Regions from separate parts of the Mus musculus genome. Here region 1 is linked to region 2. Evidence: chromatin contacts called from public Hi-C data. All regions are on one chromosome and are shown on one strand. Each heading gives the region's core, a stretch centred on a gene start, on an enhancer-like site or on the middle of the called end of the contact. The rest is flanking DNA. Distances are from core to core; before and after follow the strand shown.

The links. A called contact is a pair of places that touch in the nucleus more often than the background predicts.
Region 1: a contact with region 2 is called in a Hi-C map of the N1E-115 cell line, with 4 times the contacts expected there. The contact joins two enhancer-like sites. A contact is called at or near these places in 2 of 39 promoter capture datasets (cranial neural crest and pre-B cells) and 1 of 484 Hi-C or Micro-C datasets (the N1E-115 cell line).

The regions. Positions count from the first base shown.
Region 1 is chr15:64,027,418-64,033,630 of GRCm38.p6, reverse strand. The region is part of intron 1 of Cyrib (CYFIP related Rac1 interactor B); the gene reads left to right. Among named protein-coding and RNA genes, the nearest start is that of Gm25628, 4.6 kb to the right of the region's middle. Within about 2 kb of position 1,755, at least 72 of the 459 cell types and tissues checked have an H3K27ac peak or open chromatin away from gene starts, as enhancers often do. A contact at or near this core is called in the N1E-115 cell line, where this site is marked.
Region 2 is chr15:60,836,426-60,842,554 of GRCm38.p6, reverse strand. No RefSeq gene overlaps it. Among named protein-coding and RNA genes, the nearest start is that of Lratd2, 14 kb to the right of the region's middle. Within about 2 kb of position 2,529, at least 24 of the 459 cell types and tissues checked have an H3K27ac peak or open chromatin away from gene starts, as enhancers often do. A contact at or near this core is called in the N1E-115 cell line, where this site is marked.

The DNA of each region.
Region 1 (6,213 bases), core at 506-3,005, 3.2 Mb before region 2:
GCAGCCTGTCACCCCCTGAACACTGAACCAGTTGCTCTCTGGATTGCAAATGACTCTCTCTGAACTTCAGCTAGCCTAAGTCGATAAAATTAAAGAGAATTATGTGCCAAGCAATGAGCTGATTGGGCGGGGCTGCTCCAGTGGTTGGTCTCTAGGCTCTTTCTTCCAGGTGGCAAGCGGCTAGAACAACTTGGACACAAACTAAGTCTCCTAGTGGGATAAAAGGCACCTCCCTCCCAGCAGCCTCAGTCAAATTTACTGGCCAGCTAGAATCTTAGGTCTGTTGGTTCTGGAAGGTTCCATGCTTTGACTGTCTTCTCTTAGGGTACATGCCACCCCTGGTACACATGTAGAGATAGTTAGGGTGTCCCATAGGAGACATTGGGTGCATTTCCAGAGGGACATGGAACTGTCAGACAAGACAGCAGCTGTGCATGGCAAAGCATGGCAGGGCCTTGCAGGGCGTGGCTTTCTTTCCTGGCCACTGGGGTTTCTGTTACATTGGTGATTTGTACTTGACAATGAGTAGCAGAAGGGAAGGAGGGAGGGAGGGAGGAAGGAGAAAGAGGAGGAGAAAAGAGACAGGGAGAGACCAAAGTGCTGCCCCAGCCTGTGGGCTTTCCCTGATGGATGCTGGGAAGTGTGAGGGTATGTGGGTAAGTGGGGAGGGCTCCGCAGCCAGTGTTTCCTTCCCAGCTGGTCTGGAAGCAGGCCAGCGATGGTGAGCCGCTGAGGGTAGCGATTCCTGCTAGCTAGAAAGCACCACGTGGTTGGGAAGAAAATGCTTTCTCCCTTTCCTATGCCGCACCACGGACCCTCAAGGACTTCCAAGGGGCCTTTGCAGAACGGAGCTTCTGTAGGTCTGGTGGGTTGGGGACGTCCTTGCAGATGTCAGGAGGTGACTGCTCTGTAGTGGGCCGCTTCCTCGGGCTCTCAATGGGTATTAGCTTTGTTCACCATCTACTGTCTTCCCCTCCCAGATGATGTCGGGCCACCTTGGCCAGTCACACTTTGTTTGCATCCATTTATTTTGTGGGTCCCCCACCCCTTGCCCTGCCCAGTTCAGTTTTATGGGCTTTGGACACCGGACAAATATTTGACATTGATTATGAAGGTCTTGAATGGAGAATGAAAATGGTTTCTTCTCATTAGTTCTGGGCCCTGGGGGGATATGAGGTGCCTCTGGCCATATGGTGGGTCATCAGTGCCAGTGGGGATTGGGCACCCAAGAGAAAAGCTACCAGAGTAGCAAGGGTCACCTTGCCTAGGGTAGGGGGCTGGGGGCAGTGAGAAGAATAAGGCAAGCGAGACGACAGGCCATTGTGTGGCTCCCACTGGCTGTGGTCTAAGCCCTGCCTCTTTGAATGACATCACTTAATGGTCTTTTATCAAATCCTTAGTGGTTGATATCACCATCACCATTTCATGGTAGGGGAAACTGAGCCCAGAGAGGTTAGGAAGGTTTTTCTATGTAACCCAGCTACAAAGTGGTTACCCTGGGTTGTGGGGTTCTGTATCTGTGTCAAATGTGTCCCACCTGTGGTGCTGGAGGACATTTTGACTGTGAGTGGGTTGTAATAAATGAGACTCCTAGAATCTGTAATGAGGTTTTTATACTGACTGGCTGTAAGAGGAAGATAAACAGGTATCGGGGGAGAGAGGTCATTGGGCAGCAGCCTGGGGTATAGGTGCAAGTACCCTGAGCTGGCTCCTGTCCCTGCCCTTCCTGCCCTTTCATGTACCATGTGGCTTTGTGTGAGTCATACCATCCTGGGGCGGGCTTCCTTCTTAAGAAGCAAGGGTAGCACCATAGTACTTGCTGCGAATTCCCGAATTCCCGAGTGGCAGGGCATGGACCAACCTTGGATGTTTAGGGCTCCGTGGGAAAGAAGTACTTTGCCTACTAGCTCAGCACAGGTTTCTGAGGCCTGGGGAGGTGGGAGGGAGGGAGGGAGGGAGGGAGGGAGGGAGGGAGGGAGGGAGGGAGGGAAGCAGACTCTGCCTTAAGACAGCCATCTGACTATTGTCCCTGAAGTCACTGGGAAAGGGAGGTGCCATGAGCAAGAAGACTTCTAGTGCTTCTCTCCCTGGTGGCTGAGCAGAATGGCTGCTGTGGCTTTGGCTTTCAGAGGGAGAGAGGCTTCAGCTATGTGACCCCATCACCCAGGAACCCCTGATCCCCAGGTCTGAGGTGCAGTGTTTGGAAAAGGTACCCTGGGTGATTAGGGCCAGCTGCTGTTTTCCCCTGAGAGCCAGCAGCCGCTTCTACCAAGGCGTATTCAGTGCTGGCCCCTGAGAGATTTCCAGTATGCAGCTGCTCCTGAGGGCCACCACCCTGCCTGGCACAGAGTGGGGTCAAGTCCTCTGCAGGCACTGCAGGCCTGTTCGCCAAGCACCGCCCCCCCTCCCAGTCCCATGCCTTGTGGCCTGCTGACAAGCACACTTCCGGGTAACACTGTCCCCCTGTCCCATCTGGAGTCCTGCTCAGTTTTATGCAGTAGGATATGTTTATGGTTTCCTTAAGGTGTGTGTGCTTGGTGTGCACAAATTGCCCATATTTAACTTAACTTTCACGTCCTGGTGAGTTTAGGCACGGCCACGTTTATCATGTATACAGAGGTGATGGCTAGGTATCTTCTGATGAAACTCAGCGGCAGCAAGATGAAGGCTGGGGATTAAAAAAAAAAAAGAAGATGTGGCGAGCTCTAGAAGTCAGCCCTGACCATAGAGACTCATTTAAAATGGACAGGGATTTGGAATTTTGATCCAGTTGATGGTCAAATGGTGGCTTTTTTGTAGTATGACATTTTTCTTTTTTCATTTTTCATGAATTTTGTCTGGCTACATGTTGAAGAGTGCTATTTTTAGAAGTTCTATGGACCAGCCACTTTCTGAATATTGTTCAGTACACTTAAAAGAATGACAGAGGAAGAAACAAGTTTGTTTGAGACACTGAGTGCTGTCGGGATCTACATAATCCCAGACTGGACCCAGGTGTGCCTGACTCTGGAGCTCCACGCCGTGTGCACTGATTGGATGTTCATGAGCACACACCATGAGTATCATGGGATAGAATTTAAATTTCTGTTCTTTGACTGGGCAGTATGCCAGTGCCCGTAACCACACAGGCAGGTCAGCTGAAGCCAGTCTACATCTATGGTGTAAAGTTCTGCTGTGTACCACTGACCCCAAGAGCCAGGAGCCAGATCAGAGCCAGGTCTGTGAATGAGCGTGTGTTTAGAGATGCTGAAAGGCCTAAGCAGACTGTGGGATCCAGTGCCATCCACTATGGAAGTGACGTGTCAGCCTGGTTGGGACTTGGCCTTGCCAAGTCTGTAACGACTTGGTATCTTGGTTCACTACACACAGTTTGCATGTTGATGCCACTGCTTACTGTCCTAAGAGCTCCAGGGCACAAGAAGGGATGTGCTCAGCAACTCCTCTAGGCCCAGCGCAGTGCATGACCACACCCTGGGTGTTCACCCCTCTGGAGGGCATGGGGACCCCAAACCTGGGAGGTTTACCATGTGGAAGGACTTGGAAGTGAGAGCTGCTGAACCAGGAAACATGTTAGCTGGACCTAGCCCTCAGAGCCCCTCATCCATAGACCAGGTCCCCAAAGGAATATTCTCTATCTTTCAGGTTAGCAGTGACTTTTCTTTAAAGACATCATGTCTTTATACCTAGAAGATAGTTGATAGGTAATTCTCAATTAATTCAGAAACACCATTACTATTCGTCCAACGGCTAGGGGTGTCTGCCCTTGTCCCCAGCGTAGTTTATCTCGCAGGACTAGGGTGTGACTGTGATGGATGGTTCTGGGATTCTCCATGTCAATTCAGCACGTACTAATAATATGTGTCTATTCACTAATATAATTCCATCCTTATCTGCCTCCTTCTTACCTCCACAGTCTGTTCATTCAATCAAAAGAAGGTCGAATTGTTGTTGCTTAAATAAAACCTTGTCTGAGATCTGAGGGGTGTAGCTTGTTGGTGGAGCTCTTGGGTAACATGCGTGGACCCTGGGATCAATTCCCAGTACCACAAACAAAACCAAACCTTATTGAAGTACAGTCACTGTTAACATTATTAGGCTAAACAGATGGTTGACTTAAGGCTTCCAAACACTCCTTTTTAACATTTGCCAATGAGTTAAGTAGCTCGTGTCTAGTTGCTGTCCCCCTTTTAGGACCACTCAGGTGTCTCCTAGGGTTAAAGGCAGATTGATTTCTGTGCTGAGGCCTCATTAGAGACAATTGTATATGCCTGTTTAATAGAGCTTGAAACTATGGGAAATGTATTTATTTTATTTTGTTTTGAGACAAGGTCTCACTATGTAGTCCTAGCTGGCCGGGATCTCGCTTATGTAGACCAAGTTGGCCTGGAACTCACAGAGCTCTGCCTACCTCTGCCTCTACCTCCTTCATGAGAGGAGGCCCTGGACCCCCATGCTGACTCAGGGAAAAGTATGAATGCAAGCTTGCATTCTCTAAGTGCTTGGAAGAAAGGGGAAAACATCATTTAGTGACCTTGCTGCTGTGTTTTGTCTTGGAACAAGGTCTGTCTAGTGTCTGGGCACCACCTGAGAGATGCATGCTGGGGCTTTTTTTTTTTTTTCTTTAGCCTTACAAATGAGGCTCTTTTCTAAATGTCTTCAGTGGATCAAAGGGTGTCAAATGTGAGGAGACCTCACATGTATGGTGTGTGTTCATATGTGGGCATATGTGCACAAGAATAGAAATTGATATGAAGTGTCTTCCTCAATGCTCTCCACCTTATTTTTTGAGACAGTGACTTTCATTGAGCCTAGAGCTAGACTGACTGGCCAGCATTCCTGTGAGGTCCTCCTCTCTCCCCTCCACCCCAGCTGGAGGCACACATTGCTGTGCTCAGCTTTGTGTGTGTGTGGAGATCTAACTTAGAGCCCCATGCTTCCATGGCAAGCCCTTTTCTGACTGAGCCATCTCCCTAGCCTCTGACTGCAGCTTTTCTATCCAAAACTTCAAAGCAGCCAAGACAAATTTGAATCCCTTGCGTGAGCTTCTCCCCAGGCAGTGCGTACTAGCAATTTAGTGCTTAGCTGGCCAGAATTCGAAAACTGAAACATGAGTTAGAAGTCTGATATTCAGATAATCCACACGTCTAGCTACATAACACACTGATAATATCCAAAATTAAGATTAGTACTTCTGTGACCACCCGTATAAGATGTGAGGGTGCTTTTGATCTAATTACAAGTGTCAGGATGGCTACTAGTGGCTAATAGAAAATGGCAATAAGATTAGGGGTGAAGTGTTTGACAAGGGCTGAGACAACCTTTAAAAGTCACCACTGTCTACAACTGTTCTCTTCATTGTCTTTGAGGACAAGTGTTCGGGCTGCCACTGTGTTCCTATCATGGGTGTTCTCATTTGAGCCGCAGTCACTGTGTGGCGCTGTCACCAATGTGAAGACTCCCCTGGGCATGAGACCCCTGTAGCCGTGGCCTCATCTCATCCTAGGACGTGACTGTCAGCCACTCCGATCTTACCAAGAGATCATGACATCATTTTTACGACCCCTAATGTTTGGGCAGGGCTTTTGAGTCTTGTTAATTTAAGACACAGAGTGACGATTTGGGGACAGAGGAGGCACAGGGACAGGATGCAGAGCTCAGAGGACCCGTAGGAAGGTCCTCTCTGCTTGGCACATAGGATGGGACGAATTCAGCCCAGCAGGGCAGCCAGACATGGAGATGTTCTGTTTATAGCTAAACCTCCTTCAGACTCAGAAATTGCTTCTGTTTTTTGTTTGTTTGTTGTTTTGTTTTTTTCAAGACAGATCTTCTAGACTGCTCAAACCTGAAGGCTAAAAGCCACTCCGGCTCCCAGAGGCTACAAGGAGAGGTTTGAATGAGGGACACTTTGTAGTTGAGATGCTGTTTCCAGGTGACTCAGAGAACAGCGCTGTGCTAAGTGCACACCCCTTGAATGCCTGTACATCCATGGCTTTGAGGTTTTTCTTCCCCCGATTTCGAACACAACTGATTTTCATGAGTTGCTCTTTTTGTGTCTGTTGCCTCCTAAAAGGCTCTTTTATTGTGTTCTTGCTACTTTATTACTGCATCCTCTCAATCCTGTGTCTGTGTTTCAGCCTCATCTAGAAAAACGATGGTGAATTCCAAGTGAAGTGAAGACTTCGTCCTAAGTAGTGAATGTTTATTGCATAGTTA
Region 2 (6,129 bases), core at 1,280-3,779:
CTGGGGGTTGGACTGCCCTTCCCCTAGAGGCTCTTTCCCATCTAATGTAGGAATTTTTGTTACCCACCCCTTTTATCTTTTGTCCTCTTGACTGTTGTTCCCCTCTCTTCTCCCCCCCTTCACGTCCGCCCCTCCCCGCCCTCCCCATCCCCTCACATGGTCCAGGGTCATGTCCACTCTGGACTCTCCCAGGTGTCCCTGTCTCTGACTTATGCTTTCCCTTTTGTCTGTAACAAACATTGTCCTCCCCCATACCTAGGAACAGTCATGTCTTTTCTTTTTATCCCCCCCCCCCCCACACACACACACACACTTTCATTCATTTAGGAGCTCTTAGGCCAGTTGATTAATCTCTAACATCTTGGTATCTTGATTTTTTTTTTTAAGGTAAAGTGGAATGATACTTAAAGGACCACATACAAATTAAATGAGACGTGCAAACTACCAAACTACTCCACTGTCTAGACCAGCATAAGTTGTGAGTGAAGTCATCTGGTTTTTTTCAAAGCCACTTACGAGCCCTGTGGGCAAGAGACATTCCAGAGATTCTGCTCTGTATGTCCAAGTATACTTCTAGGTATACCACCCTTTGGGCGGGGGGGTGTCAGGGTAAAGAGCCTAGCTTGACGTACCTAATAAATGTGTCAAAACTGTCAACATTCACAGCTCCCCAGGGGCTGATCTGACCTTCTCTGGCTGTGATTTCTGGGTTGAATTTCCTACTTCTGAGGCCTCTGTTCCAACTTCTGTGAAGTGGGAGTAATAAGCATAGATTACAGAATTCTTGAAATCATTCAACACACAGAGAGACCACCAAATAAGCTATTTTACTGGATAATACTTTTCCAATATTTAACCTTTATTTTTTTGTCATTTTTTTAAATTAGGTATTTTCCTCATTTACATTTCCAATGCTATCCCAAAAGTCCCCCATACCCTCCCCCCCACTCCCCTTCCCACCCACTCCCACTTTTTGGCCCTGGCATTCCCCTGTACTAGGGCATATATAAATTAACCTTTATTTTTATTTTATGTATAGTGTTGCCTGTACCCTGGACAACTCTCTGCCTGATCCTTTCTGCCTTTGGGGGTTGGGGCTATTGCAGACTCCTGGGAACAGGTGAGAAATGCTGCAGCAAGCTCATCTGAGCACTGCTGCAAGCTCATTTAATACCCTCCACCCACACTCCCATTGGTCCCAAGAAAGTATCTATTCTAAACAGCAGTTTCTGATTGGCTAACACTGTTTGCACCAGCAATTCTTGTTCTCTCAGGCAGTCCTCAATTAGGTCCTCCTGCAGAAGTTGCTTTTGCGGCTGCATGGCCCCCAGTGTTTATGTAGAGACGCCCCCTCCCCCCCCTGCCCCCGCCATTCCTGCTACAGTATATGAGTGCTTTGCCTGCGTGTGTGTCCATGGACACATGCATATAGTGTGTGAGTAGGCTGGAAGAGAGTCTTGGATCCCCTGACGGAGTTACAGACAGTTGTGAGCTACCATGTGGGTTCTGGAAATTGAATGAAAGTCTTGGTAAGAATTGACCCATCTCTCCAGTCCCTAAATTTTCCATTTTTTAAGTGTCATTCGAAGATTTTGCTAAGAAACTTAACATTAGAGCTCTAGATGTCTTCTTTCTGAAAACATTACCAGTGCCCGGAGTATGCTACAAATAATGAATACTAAGACAATAGAGGAATTGCTATTGTCCTGTCCCCTTACAAGTGGATACACTGTACACTGCATTCCACTGCAAACCACAAGAAACAGAATGTTTACTGTCCAGAGTCAGGTGCCCTACCGATGTGGTTCAAGGCTCAAGGGCATGCAAGGCATTCTCGAATATATTTTCATCCCATCTGGGTATCACATGGTTTCTCAAGACCAGCACAGTGCCTTTCAAAGGTCTTGCAAATGCTGGGGTCACGTCTACATCTGAGCTTTTCCATGCTGAGATGCACAAGAACTGTGTCTGCATCAAGGCAAGCCATCTCTACCTTTAACACTTGGGTCTCGGTGCAACCTCTTGATAAAGTCTGCAAGAAACAAGCTCCTGGGGATAATTTGTCAAGTCGGCCATTGAGCAACAGGGTGCAGAATCCTTCCTGCCTTCTCTAGATAGGGGCCAGCATCTCAGCATGAAATTTGTTTACCCTTATCTTAGCATGCAAGAACAAATTACCCAGCCTTGTTATAAATCCCATGGATGTGTCTGGGGATCTGTTTCTGTGCTAATCTCCCACAAACTCTGCTCAGTTAGCCGGTTCCCTTTCCTTTCAGACTTCCTCCCCTGGCTCCAGGCTCTTGAATGTTATTCACACCGGTGAACACCATTATTGCCTTCCTGAAACGAAACAATGCAATCCTAGAGAGGGCAGCTAGAGCCTCTGCTGCTAAGAACTCCTCCATGCAAAAGGTTTCCTGTCAAGATTTCACCTGCTGGGAAAACTTACTCAAGCAACTCCCTGCCTTGATAGCCTGGGAAACAGACCCAGAACCTTTCAGGGTCTTTAGTAAAGTCAGTTGGATTGGATGATGCCCCAGGGCAGAAAACTTGTGCAATTGTGATGTAAATAACCTTGATAGCCCTGGCTAGGCTCAAGCTGAGAAAGGGAGAGCCTATTAAGCTAACAAGTAATTGAGATCATCCAGGTGTAGAGATCTTTGGCCTGGGTGCCTAGGCCTCAGAGAACACAAACAAGCACAGCCAAGGAACAAAAGACTTTGGGAAAACCATTAACAAGGACACTTGCTATGGAGACTTGTGTGTGCCACTTAACAAGGACACCTGTGTGTGCCCTGCATGTACAGTGCTCACAGTTGTCTTTATGCCTCCAGGGTCACTGCTCAGGACATTCACCCAAGAACAGTGAGGGGGGTGCTGTTCATATCAGGGACTGAGCACAGAGACTTGCAGCGTGTTGGGGCAACCAAGTGGCTATCCAGAGGCTGTGCTTTAAGGTCTGCCTCCAGACACACACACACACACACACACACACACACAACACACATACACACACATACACCAGACATAAACACAAACATACCACACACACATACACATAAACACACGCAAACACACCACACGTACATCCATACACAAACACCACACACACACACATCCATACACAAACACACCACACACAAACACATATACACATCACATACAAACACACCATACATCCATACACAAATATACACATACCACACCCAAACACACACACCAAACACTTACAAACACAAATACACACCACACACAAATACACACACCCAAACACAAAACACACACACACACTGCATGGAGACCTTGTTAAAGTGAAACAGCTTAGCAGTTCTGAGTCATTTTGTAATTTTAAGAAGTTCCCAGGTAGGCCCATGTTGCTAGTTTTCAGGTCCATGAAGCAAGTCACTCAGCCTCTGTCCATCATCTGTCTGCAGAGTCTGGACAAAGTCCAGGAAGCCTGGCACTCAGTGTGTGACAACTCAAAGGACAGGTGTGCATGACACAACAGAGTCTTTAGCTCATCTCTCAATCATCAGCAACAATGCTTACAATTATGAGGAAACACACCCTACAAGAAATAAATCCACTTCACACCAGGGCTCCATCACCATTTTTTTTTGAGAACGTGCTCCGGCCCCTGTGCTGGTTGTAAGTATTAGGCCGAGGTCTGCAGCTATCCACTAAGACCTATAGATTTCTTCTTCGCCTTAGAGCAGGAAGGGCCAGATTCCTCACAAAACTCTGTAACTGCGGTTAAATTTTAATCCTCATAGATAGGTAGAATAGTGCCCTCAGGACACTGCAAGATACCTGATCATGGAGCAATAATGCAATTATTTTCATTTTACTCCCAGAACCCAGGCAGGCACATGAACTACCAGTTTAGAAAGATTGACGAAGGCTGTAACTAGGCGGTTTTCCTTAACTCCAGTTAAATAGAAATCGAGTTAACGAGAGGCATTCACAGGAGAGGATTCCGAGTATTAATCTATTAGATTCTGTCTTTAAATCATTTACATAATGAACGAGGAAGTTGAGCCCTCCTGGGGCTTGATGTAATGACAGGAAGCAGCTAAGGAGCAGAGATCTAGTCCTTGACTGTTTGCACAGTAATCTGTGTGTCACTGGGTGAGGGGAATTAGCCTGGTAGGAATAGGGATCGGTTTTGACCTTGGCAGACTGGCAGACTCCTTCATGCTCAGGTTGGCATTGTGTGTAAGCGCCTGCAGGAATTCAGTGGTTTGGTACAGCACACTGAAATACGATTTATTTCTCAGCCATACCCCCCGGAGCTCCAATGATTCACATCCTCCCTCGGTAATTAATTCATTTGTCAAATTAGTCAGGATTCCTGGGTCACCCTTTGCTCTATCCCACTCCAGGCGATCCATATATAGAAAGGTCAGGTTCCGCAGCCCAGTGGGGCTATCTCCTCTCAATGCTTCGGAAATCTCAGTGGGTAGGCAGAAGCTCTTGAGATGGCTGTTCTGGATGAGGCTTGAGGTCCAAGAAGAACTAGGAATGAGAAAAGCTTTGCTAAAGTAGCGAGTTCACCTTGCAGAACACACTTTTCTTGGCACTGACTTGTGGCAATAGTAGCATGGACACTGACTAGAACGGGTAGAACGGGGAGGCGATCTGCACACGTGGGTCTGAGTCAGTCTTGCCTGGGTCCATGTTCTGTTAAACCGCATGCACTGAGTTGGTTTATTCATTAGGTTTCACCACCGAGATCTAACCAAGAAGAGATAGGTAAGTAGGCGCATAGGCAGACAGACAGGAAAACAGATTTACAAAATTATAAAGACTGGTAAGTTTTGATATCAGTGGTTAAAAGGTTAGAGATACTGTTATCTTCACCAGACTGAGACAGTACACTCAAGCTTTTAGGGACCTCAACTCAGGCCAAAGCCAGATCATGGCTTCCAAGCTTTAAAGAATGTCAGGACTAGCCAGTTTGACCAAGCAAAGTAGATAACTTTGTTGAAGATATATTTTTATTATTTTTTTTTTGAGATGACAAAATTACATATTTCCCCTCTAAACATTCCAACTTGTGGCCTTTCTCCCAACTAATCACTGTTACATACATATGTATGAAGATATTTTAACATAGACTTTAGCATGATGGTTAAGAAGAAAGGCATGAAAAAGAATGAGATATACCCAAATGGAGAGTATATATTTCTCAAGGGAGGGTAAGGGAATGCAAGATCTGCCCAAATGTGTGTGGGAACAGGACCAAGGATGTTACGTGAGAGGTGACAGAGCCATGTGATGAACCCTGAGAAATCTGACCCCAGAGACCAACATCAAGGTGCAGATCTGAGTTTACGGCCCAGCCCATAAGCTTATATACAGTGTTTGAGCCATTCTTTCACTATCAGATTAGAATATCATCTATGACATTTTAAGGTTCACCTCATGTACTTACCTCTTTTATCAAAAGGGGGAGAACAGGAAAAGGAGATTATTTGAAGCCTTTTGAAGTATAAACTGGCAGCCCAAAGGCACATACATATGGCTAATGCTAAGATGCTTCATCCTTCTTAGAGAAGTGAATGAAAATGAGAACATGATCACTCCTAGGTACGTATGGTTGAGAAGAAGGGTTTTGTTATAGATATGAGGGAAAATCAGTCAGAGGTATCTGGAAAGGTCCAGTCTGAATTAGGCCACCAGACTGAACTGGGCCATGAGAGGAGAGAGGAGAGGGGTGAGAGAGGAAGAGACAAGTCCTGGATATTCACAGCAAGAGGATCTACTTTGCCCCTCATTTGAGTCACTCAAAAACCCTCAACCACTGCCCAATGGAAACAACTTGAGCAAAAAAAAAAAAAAAAAAAAATATATATATATATATATATATATATATATATATATATATATATATATATATATATCTCCATTTAGGGACCAGGCCTGATTTCGAAAAGAAAACCAAAAGGCACCAGTTTCCAGGAATAGACCACAATAAAATTCAGAAACAAGGTCATAAAAATCCCCTCCCAAAGACCACAGAGATAACCACAAACGTGGGGAAATATCTTATCTCAGAATGGGCCATCTGTGCTGGGCAACTCTATCTCATTCTACGGTTAAACATTCATGACATAGGAATGCAGACCA